Linked DNA regions of Sus scrofa: region 2 is linked to region 1. The links are chromatin contacts, called in public HiChIP or PLAC-seq maps. All regions are on one chromosome and are shown on one strand. The core of a region is the stretch at or near the end of the contact, and the rest is flanking DNA. Distances in the headings are between cores, read along the strand shown. Region 1 overlaps LPP (lipoma-preferred partner). Region 2 overlaps TPRG1 (tumor protein p63-regulated gene 1 protein).

Evidence for each region. HiChIP or PLAC-seq counts read pairs in DNA pulled down with a chosen protein or histone mark.
Region 2: a contact with region 1 is called in an H3K27ac HiChIP or PLAC-seq map of alveolar macrophages. The contact joins two enhancer-like sites. A contact is called at or near these places in 1 of 47 Hi-C or Micro-C datasets (embryonic fibroblasts) and 1 of 2 datasets of contacts at active chromatin or transcription factors (alveolar macrophages).

What each region holds. Positions count from the first base shown.
Region 1 is chr13:125,904,660-125,911,347 of Sscrofa11.1, reverse strand. All of the region lies in intron 2 of LPP (lipoma-preferred partner), which reads right to left. Among named protein-coding and RNA genes, the nearest start is that of LPP, 130 kb to the right of the region's middle. Within about 2 kb of position 1,762, at least 21 of the 83 cell types and tissues checked have an H3K27ac peak or open chromatin away from gene starts, as enhancers often do. A contact at or near this core is called in alveolar macrophages, where this site is marked.
Region 2 is chr13:126,680,431-126,686,495 of Sscrofa11.1, reverse strand. The region is part of intron 2 of TPRG1 (tumor protein p63-regulated gene 1 protein); the gene reads right to left. Among named protein-coding and RNA genes, the nearest start is that of TPRG1, 150 kb to the right of the region's middle. Within about 2 kb of position 3,810, at least 19 of the 83 cell types and tissues checked have an H3K27ac peak or open chromatin away from gene starts, as enhancers often do. A contact at or near this core is called in alveolar macrophages, where this site is marked.

The DNA.
Region 1 (6,688 bases), core at 513-3,012:
AGTACCCCCAACTGCCCCATCTACAAAAAACCATTCCAACTCTGTCTCCAATGCTCCAAAGGGAGCCCTCACAGGACTAGTCTGAGATTTAAGCAACAAAAGGGATACAAAAAGTGTTTTGGAAACACCTGTACTAACATAAATGGGCGTTTACTACCCACTTATTCCAATGCTGAGGAGAGTGACTTTTCGTCTGAGCCACTGTACCTCACAAGCGGAATCCATTCCCATCCCAGCCTGCTCTGGGCACAAGAAGAACGGATGTAGACAATTTCCCAGAGAGGCAATGCCTTTTAATTTCTCTATTATTTCCAAAACAAAAAAAGCAAAAATCTTCCCCCCCTTTTGTTTTTCCAAATAAAAATAAATTATAACCCTAACTTGCTAATAAATGCAGGCTGGAGCTGTCCTTAAGTAAAAGCTTTTGATAACAAATTGCCTGCACTAACTGCTATTTTACTGCTGAATTTTTTATTGTTGCTTAAGCACAGCAATTATGCTAATAAGCCTGGGAGGATGGTACATTGAGTATTGAATCTGACAGATAAAATACTCAATAAAATGCTAATCTCACCTGAAAATTGGAATCAGACAGCCTTATTAGTATTTATGGATATGGCATCTTAAACTTTTTTTTTTTCAGATGAATATATACAAAATCAATGTTTGTCTCCTAATACAGCCTGCCATTTCTAGGCCTCTGTGTGCTCTAAATTCAAGGTGACGATGCCTCATCGCCTCAGCTTCACTACTTGACAAAGAAACGAGAGCTTGTTGGTCATCTCTGCCACAGAACCAGGCAGTAAAATGTTTTTCATCCTCCATACACCTCCCTCCCTCTCCGCCACCCCTCCTAATCCCCCGAAAAAAGGGAAGGTAAGAACTGTCTTTCTGAGCAGAAAGAGAAGCCAGATTTGACAGCAACAAGAACCATTTGTCAAACCATCTGGCTTCTCTCTTCACCTGACAGGAGGGAAGAGTGATGTGTCAGAATGAACAGGGAACTGAGGATCCCAAGAGCTGGCTTCTCATCTCTGTTTTTGCCATTTCCTCCATGCGAGGCCTTGTTGGGACTCAGTTTCCCACATATAGACCTTGTGAGCCAAAAGATTACGTCTCTGTAAGAAGTGTCTCCACAGGAGCCAGAGCCCCAGTGTCTGTGAAGAATGGAATATTGTAAAACAAGATAGACATGTCAGGAAAACCTGAGATCTTGAACTTGTGCTTTGATTTACATTTACATGGTCCCTTCTTACTTTGTACCCCCAAGACATATTTGACATAGTGCAGGCTTAAATTCAGAGACCTCAGACACCAAATACAAAAATAAAAAACACTGGATTGTTAACCAACCATCCTCAGGACTTTACCTGGTTTTCTTTTTTGGTATCAATACATTAATTCTGGCAGGGAGCAAAGAAGAGAAATCAGCTGCCTGTCTTAAGAAGCAGAAACTAATGTTACCTGAATATTGAAATATTATTTATTAAAAATCCCTTCTGTCCTTTGATTTCCACATGAACCCCATAAAGCAGGAAAGGAGAAAAATCTTTTCTCCAGAAGCTTCCATATGTAGCTAAGGTGACTGAGGATCAGAGAGGACTTCCTCATCCAGCCAGAGTATGCGGGTCCTGGGGTCAGGACGAGCAGTGTTGCCTTCGGATTAATCCCAGCCTGCTGCCAAGCACACACAGGTCCTCTGGCTCATGGGCCTGGTGACTCACCCCAAACCGAAATACCCAAGTTACTAGTCACTGCTGGACACCAGGGGCAGTGAACAGGAACCTCAACAGCCGCAGCAGCCACTCCACAGACTTCTCCCACCACCTTCAAGGCTTCAAAGAGCTGACACCCTGTCCAGAAGTTTCTATTTCCCCCCAGGGAAAGTCATAGGCATGGACAAAACAGGCTTGCACAGAAGGGAGGAATCTGACATGTTGTGACAAAACTGGGCACAGATCCAGGACGCCAATTCACTCTGGAGCCTTGGAGAGTCACCTTCCTTTAAAGCTCCCGTTTCTTACTCTGTACAGCTTCATTTTTTGAAGGCCAAAGATAGCCCCTGGCTATTAGCAGAAGGGAGAAAAGAAAGAAAATGGGCTCCAAAAATACCAAGGTTCAATACAACTTACAGTGGGTTTTCACATCTCTTTCTTCAGCAAATCCTCACAATACAAACAGCAGCTGAGCTGATTATTTTCCCCACTTTGCTGATGAAGAAATAAAGGCCCAGAAGTTCAGAAATCCACCCAAGTAACACAAGAGCTAGGAGATTCTCAGCCCATAGCTGGGGTTAAAGGGGAAATGCTAGACGAGTGATCAGGCCAAGGCAGGGTAGAGCCAAGCAGGCAGTAATCACAATATTTCAAGACATGCCACCTCCAAAAGAAGAAAATGCGGGTCTAACCTTACTAGTAGAGACCTGCACCAGCCATGAGAGCTGACCAACTCACCACCTCCCCCTCTGCTGCATACACACAGAAACAAAATCCAAGTCCAGACACTTTACTGTACCAGGACCAACACTGCAATTCGCAAAGCATCGTCACAACAAATTCATCAAGTAGGAATCATCATCCTCCAATTTACAGAGGAAAAAGCCAGGCACTAAGATGTGTATTCACTCACCCAATCTCATTTGCCTCTGAGAGCAGGGCCAACTCTCAGATCCAGGCCCCCTGTTCTTTCACTTCATTATGCCACCTCTGAACTGCCAGGGCCACCATTTTTCTAGTAAACAACCATAGCAGAAAGTCAGCTCTGAACTGAGACATCTCCCAGCAGAGTAACGATTCGAGTCATACTTCGAGGAATAATTTCTGGGAAAGCAGAGGAGGTGATGCTATCAAACAGTGAAACTTAAAACTCCTACTCACTACCTGCCTGGGAGGGAGCAGGAAATGGGGCCCAGGCCCTTTCCCTACACACTCCTCCTGCCCATTTCTGTCACTCATAGTCATTACCAAACTTAGCACTTTAAGCAAATGAAAGATGTTTCCTAGCTGCATGGCCTTGGGTAAGTCCCCAACCTCTTTGGTCCTATTACTAATACATACTCATGCACACACACATATAAAAACATCTAGGACCATTCCTTCTTCTCCCTAGTAGGATGGTGACAACAGAAAGCTCCTGTCCTTATTCTGGAAGCCCCACAACTACACCCTCATTGTTCTGTGGTGTCTCTGCACCCAGTACTCTGATCTGAACCCTCCACCTCTTCCTTGGGCCTCCTAATCCCCATCTTCCTTCTGCTAAGCCCCACCCTTCCATCCTCACCTGCTACTCTCCTGTGTTAGGCCTGGTCACTTCCACCCTGGACAAGCACTTCCTCATCTCTCCATCACCATCTCAACCTTCTCCTGGCACCCAAAGTCCATCTTTCTTGCCAGCTCTTCAACAGCTCTTCACATGAAAGTTCTTAAAACAACCTCCACCAGACTGGCTGCACTTTTCCATACATACTCTGGTTTGTATCCTCCTAAAATCAGCCTCTCCATAACTAAATCAACTTTATAGGTCAGGTTTCCAGAGAAGAATGTTTTCTGCCCAGGAGACAGGAAAGCACCTTGACTCTGAGGGAAATTTCCATCAGCACCTGTGTGGCACATCACCCCAGAGAGTCCATCTCATCACTCCACAGAAGCTGGGGCAGTGGGGAGGGTCAACCCAGGGCCAGAAGCTGAGAAACACCACTGTGCTAGGTCTTTAACAAAGGTTCTCTAATCTTTCCAACTTAGTAGGCAAGATATATTTAATCCCAAATAAAATCCATTTAGGCTGGGACTCAGAGAGGTTTAGTAACCTAGTCACACTGAAGTTATAGAAATCATCCAATTTCAAATGGTACTAGAGCCCAGGCTCATAAGTGAGTCTCTACAACTTCATTGAGATGCTCTGTTGTTGAACAGTGTCCGGTGCTCTGCCAGATGCTTAACCTAAGTAATCCCAGTTTACTTACATAAGAATCTTTCCTAGTAATTAGGAGTTCCCATCGTGGCTCAATAGTTAACACATCTGACTAGGAACCAGGAGGTTGTAGGTTCAATCCCTGGCAGCGCTCAGCAGGTTAACGATCTGGCATTGCCATGAGCTGTGGCGTAGGTTGCAGACACAGCTCGGATCTGGCGTTGCTGTGGCTGTGGCACAGGCCGGCAGCTATAGCTCCGATTAGACCCCTAGCCTGGGAACCTCCATATGCCATGGGTGCAGCCCTAGAAAAGACCAAAAAAAAAAGAACCTTTCCTGGTAATTATTAGTGTCTTATTTTATAGATCAAGAAACTAAGGCCACATGATACACAATATGTCTCTGGCACATTTAGGACTGGAACCAGGAGTCCTGGCCTTGCTCTTTTTCTCTTTCCTCTTCATCACACATCTTCTTTCCACCTAAGGTTTCTGTCTATGGCATGTTAAACACAAAGAGTTTTTTCCTATGCATGAGTCACTGGAAGCAACATTCAGCAGTACATGCAGAATCTGCACTGCCAATCAAGAAAAGGTGTTTCACAAGCAGCAACTGAGTTCAGATCCCAATAATGATGATATGGAAGATGGGTTTCTAGAGAACAGCATGTGAGTGCAGCCTGAACCTGAAGTGTTCCTAAGGGTCAGGGTCACAAAGCAAGGCTGGAATTTCACTCAGTTTCATAAACAGACACCTTGGCTTGTCCACCTTCCTTGGACAGGAGGTTCATAACCAAAGTCAGAAATTCAGAGGTCATCATGTAAACCACTTCCTCCTCTTCAAAGGCAAATCCTGATAGAAGGAAGGTTGATCCTCTGAGAACTTGAGAGCTAGGAAAGGAGATGGCACATCCTGCCCTAATCTCACTGAGAATGTCACCAGCATCTTAAGAAGACATCCCCTTTCCCTCTGCCTCAAGAAAAACGGGATTAAGAAGAAGCCAGGGCAAAGCTGATAGCTGCTCTTAAAAGCTATATTCTCCTAACCCAGTCCCAAGAGCTCCTCTAGTTCCTTGGGTTAACTGCAGATAACCTTCCAACCCTTCAGGCCTCCTAAGTAATTCAATTTCACACACATTTATAGAGTTCCTAAAAATGCCAGCCACTGAGCTAGGATCCAAAGGCTCAGAAAACATGCCTTCTGCAGATCAGAGCTCAGAACACTCATTAAAATATGAGGTAGTCTGTAAAAGTGTCTCTGAAAATTCAAACCATGAGATGGGGGATGCAGGAGGGAAAAGACTGATTCTAAATAGGACTTTTCAGAGAAGGTGGAACTGGAGCTAGGGATGGATGGATGTCGCTTGGCATCCATAGCTGGCCATGCAGGATGGTCCTCCACGTGGGATGAAGAGTATGAGCGTGGAGTGGAAAGGAAGAGTTAGGGAGCAGGAGAAAAGGCAGCCTGAAGTCAGAATGGATAAGGCCCTGTGCAGGACTATCACGTATGTTACAGACACTGGGAGGCCATAAAAGAACACATTAAGTCTCATGACAGAGGTTCTGAGCTCACTGTTCTTAGGGTGTCCCACCAACATAAAACCTACCCCTCCAAATATTACAGAGAACATGCATCTGTATGCAGGCCAACCTCCTATTACCCCATAGACAGAACAAGGAATTATGTAAGACATGCATCACCCAATATGGCCTCTTGAGGCTGGACATGGTATCACAACCTCCAGTGTTAAAGACAAGGAAATAGAAGCCCAAGAAAATATGTTAGGGAGACCTGACAATTCAGAGCTGGAACTAGGTGGCCAAAGCCTGATTCTCCAAAAGCCTATAGCATCATGTAAAGTATGGTCACTAAGACCCAACTTAAGCTAAGGATAGAGATTTACAAAACTAAAGAGAGGAAGAAAGGTAAGGTAGTAGATAGCAAGGGAAGGAAGAAAGAAAGGGAACAGATGAGACGGTAAGGGTAGGTAAAGGAAAAAAGAAAGAAAAGTCTTCCAAGGCCACAGAGTGATAGGAAAGAAGTACATGTACCATACTCCCTATGGATATAAGGATGATTATATATAAATTAAATATGGTACTGCAACTCCAAGTGACTGTTTCAATTTTGATAGTCCTGTTATATTTTGAAAGAACAAAGAACATAAACTTTGTACAAATAATTTGAGTTTTTTAAACCAAAAAATATATTTATAGGAATATAAGTGTATGGGGGGAAACTAGACACATATTCAATTTTTTATGATGGCTCCTTCTTGGGAGAAAAAGGATAAGGGAGTGGGAAGGCATTGGTAAGCTGCAAAAATGGTCACAAACTCACACCCTCCTTGCATCCTCACCCTTGCAAAGTAAGTTTGAAGTTTTTCTACCCATGTTACTAAGAAGTGCATATTCATTCATGGACCCATAAACTAATCCACTGCCTATTTCATAATCCACCTCGCATATCTCCATCTTATCTATAAATATAAGATTTTTAAATGCTTTATTAAATTCAAATGTCTCCCTACTACAAGTAATAATAGCAATGTTTATTGAATGCTTAATATGTGCCTGGTGTTGTTTTAACTTCACATGCATTATTTAACTGAGTCTTCACAGCATCCTTCCTCTGTCCTATTAGCCCCATCTTATAGAAGAGGTAGCTGAGTCATAGAAATTAAGCAGCTTCCCTAAGGTCATATGGCTACTAAGCAGAGGACTCGGGATTTAAACCCAGACAATCTGACTCCAAAGCCTTGCTGTCTACACTGTGTCTG
Region 2 (6,065 bases), core at 2,561-5,060, 770 kb before region 1:
AAGGACAGAAGTAGAGCCACTTCTTAGATTCTCTGTGTTTGTTTCCCCATCCTCTGGTTCCAGCTAGGTTTCAGACCTCGTTACTTCCCTGCCTTGGATGCTGACACCTTACACCCTTAAAATAAATTTCTCTTTGCAGTCCAGCTAGCAGATTGGGTTTCTATGCACAGGACCCAGGAGTCTTTACCAATCCAACTACTTACAAGAAGCTCCTTGAGGGTTCATATGTCCCCACAAATGCCCTGCACAGAGCAGATGCTCAGTAAATACACAAGTTGATACTTAAGCTGGGAATTTTCCCTAATATCTGCTCTCCATGAGTGGCTCTCCTTTCTCCAAAGCACTCTACCATACCAATCCTGTGCTGTAATTGCCAATACACTCACTCCATCTCCCTCTCTCATGTTCCCATGTCCCAGCATAATTACCACTGGCTGCCATCTAGACTGGGTAGTAGTGAGGGAGGGGAAGAGGCCGGAGACCACTGCGCTATAATTGTAAGCTTGTGTATTGCATGAAGTTCATCAAGCATCTGCCATAAGTTACTCAATCAATGTTGAAGGAAGTGAAAGAGAACAGAATCACCATTCTAGACTTGTGACAGGGACATGAATAAAATATAGTTCCCAGCCCTTAAGGAGCTTAGAATTTGTTGGGAGACAGACACAAACACATACAACTAAAATATAATTTAAACATTATAAGAAACACAAGTAACACATTTCTCTGAGAGCTCAGACGTTATGCTGAGACGTGGGATCAAAGAAGGCTTCTCCTACTTCAGAGAGTAGGAGACATTTGAACTGAGCCGTGAAACATGCGTAGGATTTCCCCAGATGGCAAGAGCCAGGAAGAAGGGCATGCTAAGCAGAGGAAATAACAAGGGCAGTGACAAAGAGGGGTGGACACATGTGACAATGATAGGGGGGCTGCAATTCATCTGGAATGGCAAAACTAGCATTTTTCAGGAGATGCTCTGGGGAAAAAAAATGTCCTGTGGCCAATAAGTTTGGGAAATGCATCCTGTATTCCCATTTAGAAATTTAAATGTGCATTTGCCTATCAAAGTCCCTAAAAAAAGAGTCAGGAGGCTACATAGATTGTCCAGGGAAATATGGTGAAAATATGCCCCGTGACAGGGGACAGTGGAAGTGAGTACAAAAGGGCATGCATGTGAGAGGGTTCAGAGGATGCATAATTGGACTTACCAAGTGCAGAAGAAGAATAGATCTAAAAGGACAAGGTTTTAGCTTGTTGGACTGAATGATTGGCAGTGCAATTTGAGAGAGAATTATTTGAGGATGGTAACATAGGTTTTGCTTCAGTCCTGTTGAATGTGAAGTTGACTATGAGGCAATCATGTTAAGATGTCAACAGAGAGCTGATGATACGGTTCCAGAAGACCTGATGCTGTAGTCAAGAAGATGCTAGACCACCATTGCAGAAAAGATCAAGCACTAGACAGGGCATTGGATTGGCTAAATTCCAAGGTCCCTTTGGGCCTAGAGCTAGGATGATTTTATGGCCGAAGGGGCCCATACTGAAGTGTAGATGGTTCAGCTTCTGTCTGCTAATCATATCCAAGTGTATAACCTCTTGAAGCTGGTCATGACTGCATGACCAAAGTAATGACCACAACAGACTTTGACATCTGCACACAACTCAAAGAATAGAATTGGTTTGTTAAAGAAATATCTTTCATTAGTAAAACTTTTGCAATGACCCATAAAATGATTCCTTTTCTTTTGGCCTGGTCTCACTGGGGAGAAAAAATGGAAATACAGGATATTCAAGAACTCTCATGAAAGCTGAGTGTCTTCCTTACAATGTACTTCATTGACCCTTCCTAGGCAGCCGTGCAGCCTGGGAGAGTGGAGAGAGCACTGGGCTGAAGGTAGCCAAGGCTCCTGTCCCAACTATATCATCAAATTACTTTATGTCCTCTGTAAAATTACCTACATTCTACATGTCTCTACAGCTCAATTTACACATCTGTAGAATATGTTAAAATAATGATACCTGCACTGTTTTTTCCTCAGGTTGTCAGGAGGCCTCAATGAGATAGGTTTGTTTTATGAACGATAACATTAGCAATGGAGACTGCCTGTTCTAAATATACATCTTAAACTGTTGGAGCCTCAAGGGGCCTTGAACACTGACTCATAGAACAAGCTCATTTTGCAGATAGGAAACCAAGTCCCAGGGAGGGCAGGCGACTTACCCAGGGTCACACAGGGGACAGAACAGAGCCAATAGATAAGTGTGTGCTCTTTCTTCTAAGCACCACTGTTTTGCAAAGGCCAGGGGCTGGGACCATGGCTGGAAAGAAATTATAGGCTGGAAAAAAAATTGTGGTTGAGTAGCCAAACTATAGTATTCAGAACCCCCACTAGCAAATCAAGCCTGCAGTCTGAGTAAACCAGCTAAAACTATTTACCCCATATTTCTACAAATGAGCAGTCTTCCTGTGTTTGTATCAAAGTGAGTTGGCCACAGCTGATGCTGGCAGGTCAGCTGCATGACTTCAACATACACTAACGCATTCTATGATGGTGAGTATTTTTACATTGATATCTTCATTGACTGGATTAGAAGTTCAGACATATTACCTTCACTCTCTCCTATAGATCTTCTTCTCTCTAACCCCAGGGGGAATGTTCTAGGTGGGAAGCAATGGGCTGATTGTACTCATACCACTTGTACACCAAATGTGTGTGGGAGGATTTCCCACACCAACCAAATCTCCAACACTAATGACTCAGAGTTATGGCAGACCCTTGGGTTAAGAGCTCATTTCCACAAGAGTCTCCTCACTTCAGAGCAAGTCTTACCATGTATACTTCAGATCAAACAGTTATAAATTCAGTTTGTTTCCACAACCCTCTCCTCATGTTTGATAATTTACCACAATAACTCACAGAACTCAGAAAAACACTATTTCCTATCATGGATTTATTATAAAGGATACAGATCAGGAATAGCCAAATGGAAGAAATGCATAGGACAATGTATAGGAGGAGCAGCAGGAAGGATTTACACCCTCTGGGCAGCTATCCTCCCAGTACATCAATATGTTCATCAACCTGGAAGCCCACCTAACCCCATTGTAGGGGCTTTTATGGAAGTTTCCTTACTTTGGCATGATTGATGAAATCATCGCCCATTGGTGATTAATTCAAGTTCCATCCCTCTTCCCTCTGCAGGAGTTGGAAGATAGGGCTGAAAGTTCCAGCCCTCTGATCATATCTGGTCTTTCTGGTGACCAGTCTCCATCCTGAAGCTAGATAGGGACCCCCAGCCACCACTCATCTCATTAGGAAAAAAAACAAAAGACATTTTTATCACTCAAGAAATTACAAGGACTTTAGGAACTCTATGCCAAGAACCAGAGACAAAAACATAATAGTGTATATTTCTTATTATGCCACAAGGACCACGATTTATTTAGGCAAGTGTCTCCTAACTGATCCTCCTGGTTCTTGCTTCTCTTTCATCCCCCCACCAACCTGCCACAGTAGGTGATATTACCTTCCCAGGGTGGCACTGTTTCTGCCCCTCCCCATGTCCGCAACACATAAGCAAGACCCAATGTTTCATTCAAACCCCTTTTGGAGATGGTCCCAATCTGTCTTTCAAGCTTTATTTTCTTCCACTCTCTTATTTGTACTGCCATACTCCAAGCTAAACCTTGACTCGTTGCTGAATCCTGAATACACATAGGCCTTCTTCACACTCATCTCACACCCTGGCAGACCATTCATCAAGGTCCACTTCTGTTTTCTTTGTACCCTCATAGTCGCATGCATTTCCTCTTTTTAGCACAATTTTCTTTCATCATGTCATGATGTGTATATTTGTCCCACTTCCTCATTAGATGGTCCTCACGTTCATCCCCCACAGCACTCTGCTTAGTGCCTGAAAAGCAAGTCTCAGGAAGTATTGAAGGAAAAAAAGATACAGACACCACACCAGAACTGAAGCCCACCATATTAAAAAAAAAAAAAAAAAAAAAAAAAAACCACCATTGGCTGAAGATGAAAGAATTTACATGCATCTTCAAGTCAGAGTTGAGTAGCTTGTTCTCCAGACAAGCACTTGGAAGAAGTTTTACCTGCTCCCCCTCTTGTCTGTTCAGTTGCCTAAGTTGCTTTGAAGTCTGTAAAATGGCAATATCTCCAATCAGAGCAGCATTTCCTTTCCAGACAGGAAGCCTGCCGCTAAGGAGAGAAGCCACGCTTGTTTTTGCGGTCTGGGCTGCAGCAGTGACTCATCCAGTAAAGCCAGAGTCTGTCTATTTTGATCTTTCTATGTTCAGAGTCTATTTACGGTTGTAATTTTCTTTCTTTCTCTTTCTCCCTTCCCGCCTCTGGTGACTTATCGGAATGGTCACACACATTTGACAAACGGAACCTATATAAGGAGAATGAGCTGGATTGAAAAGGCTTTCAGCTAAAGCCCAGGAATGAATTCTGTGTTTACAGCTCTGATGATAGGGTTCCAGTAATGACTTGGCCTTTTTCTCCTTGATTGAATATTCCCCTGGGCCTGCCAGTCTGGGCTCCTGTTATTTAATGAGGACATTGGAGCACAACCTCAAGATGTCTGCAAAAATGACCTTTTCTTTGGGCTCATTCCAAATGCAAAGAAAAGTAGAGCCCCAGTTAGAAAGGGCGCTTCTGGAATATAACTTTGGAAACCACTCTTTTCCCCAGAAGCTCAGAAACCTGGAATCGCACACTATCAGAGCCAGAGAGAACCATAGTGATGATCTGGTTACCAGTTTTCATTGTACAGACGAAGAAATCCAGGACCAGCGAGAAAAAGCAAGTCACCATAATTCACTGGGCAGGCACTATCACAACAAAGTCAGGCTTGGAACCTAAGTCTCTAGGTTATAGTCAGGGTACTGTTGAATGGTTTGAGATAGAAATTAACAGCTGGCTAAATGGTGGCCTAAAGAAAGGAAAAGCTTCTCTTAATTTCCCCTGTGTTATTCCCTGGCAGCTTGACTGTCTCCTTTAGCTATGCTCACAGTGAGAGACTAGCAGCACAAGGGAAGGAATTAGCCTCCAACAATAAGCTCAGTGTCTTGCTGTTGGCTTTAAAAGCCAATATAGGATTAGTATAAGAGTCCGTGGTGTGGAGTCTTAACTAGGACAACCTCAGAGGTCCCAGACTGGCCTCATTCACTCCACTTCTGCATGCTGGCTTCAGAGGGGGACTCATTTACTGACTGCGAGCATTCTTATAAAGTTTAAATGAGAAAATATGGTCAGAAAGTTCTGGGTAATATAAAGCTCTGTTCTACTTGTGAGAAGGATTATTATTATGAAGGAGTCATTAGACTCCTACCTATGGGTCTTCATTTCTTCAATGTGGTGATTTCAGAGTCTCCTGTTAAAAGAGATCCCCTAATTCTAAATGAAAGATTTTAAAAATTATTTTCAGCTATGTATTCTTCACATGCTCATTGTACACTATTTGGGAATTCAGAAACATATTTTAAAAAAAGAAAATCAACTATCTCTCATTGCCCAGTATATATATATATACTATATATATATGTATAGTAAATATACATATATATTACGTGTGTGTGTGTGTGTATATATACACACAAACATACTATTGCATCAGAACACATGGTAGTATATTTCAATGACAATTATTTTTTAACATTTAAGTAGTTTATTAGTGATTGCCTTAACATAAATTTAAAGATTGCATGCAGCCCAAGTTGGAATTTCTCTGAGCCTTCCTATAAATAGGGTGACCATATGTTCTCCGGTCCAAAACAGGGCATTTTTTTTTTTTAGAGTAGAAAGTCATACTATTGATAATTATGCTGTGACAGAAAGCATAAATCTTTTCTGGGCAAAATGGGACATATGGCCACTTTACGTACAGTCATAAAGAATTTTAGAAATATCACTGTCCTCAGGCACCATTGTATAAGGTAAAAAAAAAAAAAAAATACACTCTAGAATCAGAGCATTTGGGTCCAAGGCAGGGATTCAACATTGTTAGAGAAAATAACGGAATAACACTGAACTTCAGTTTCTTCA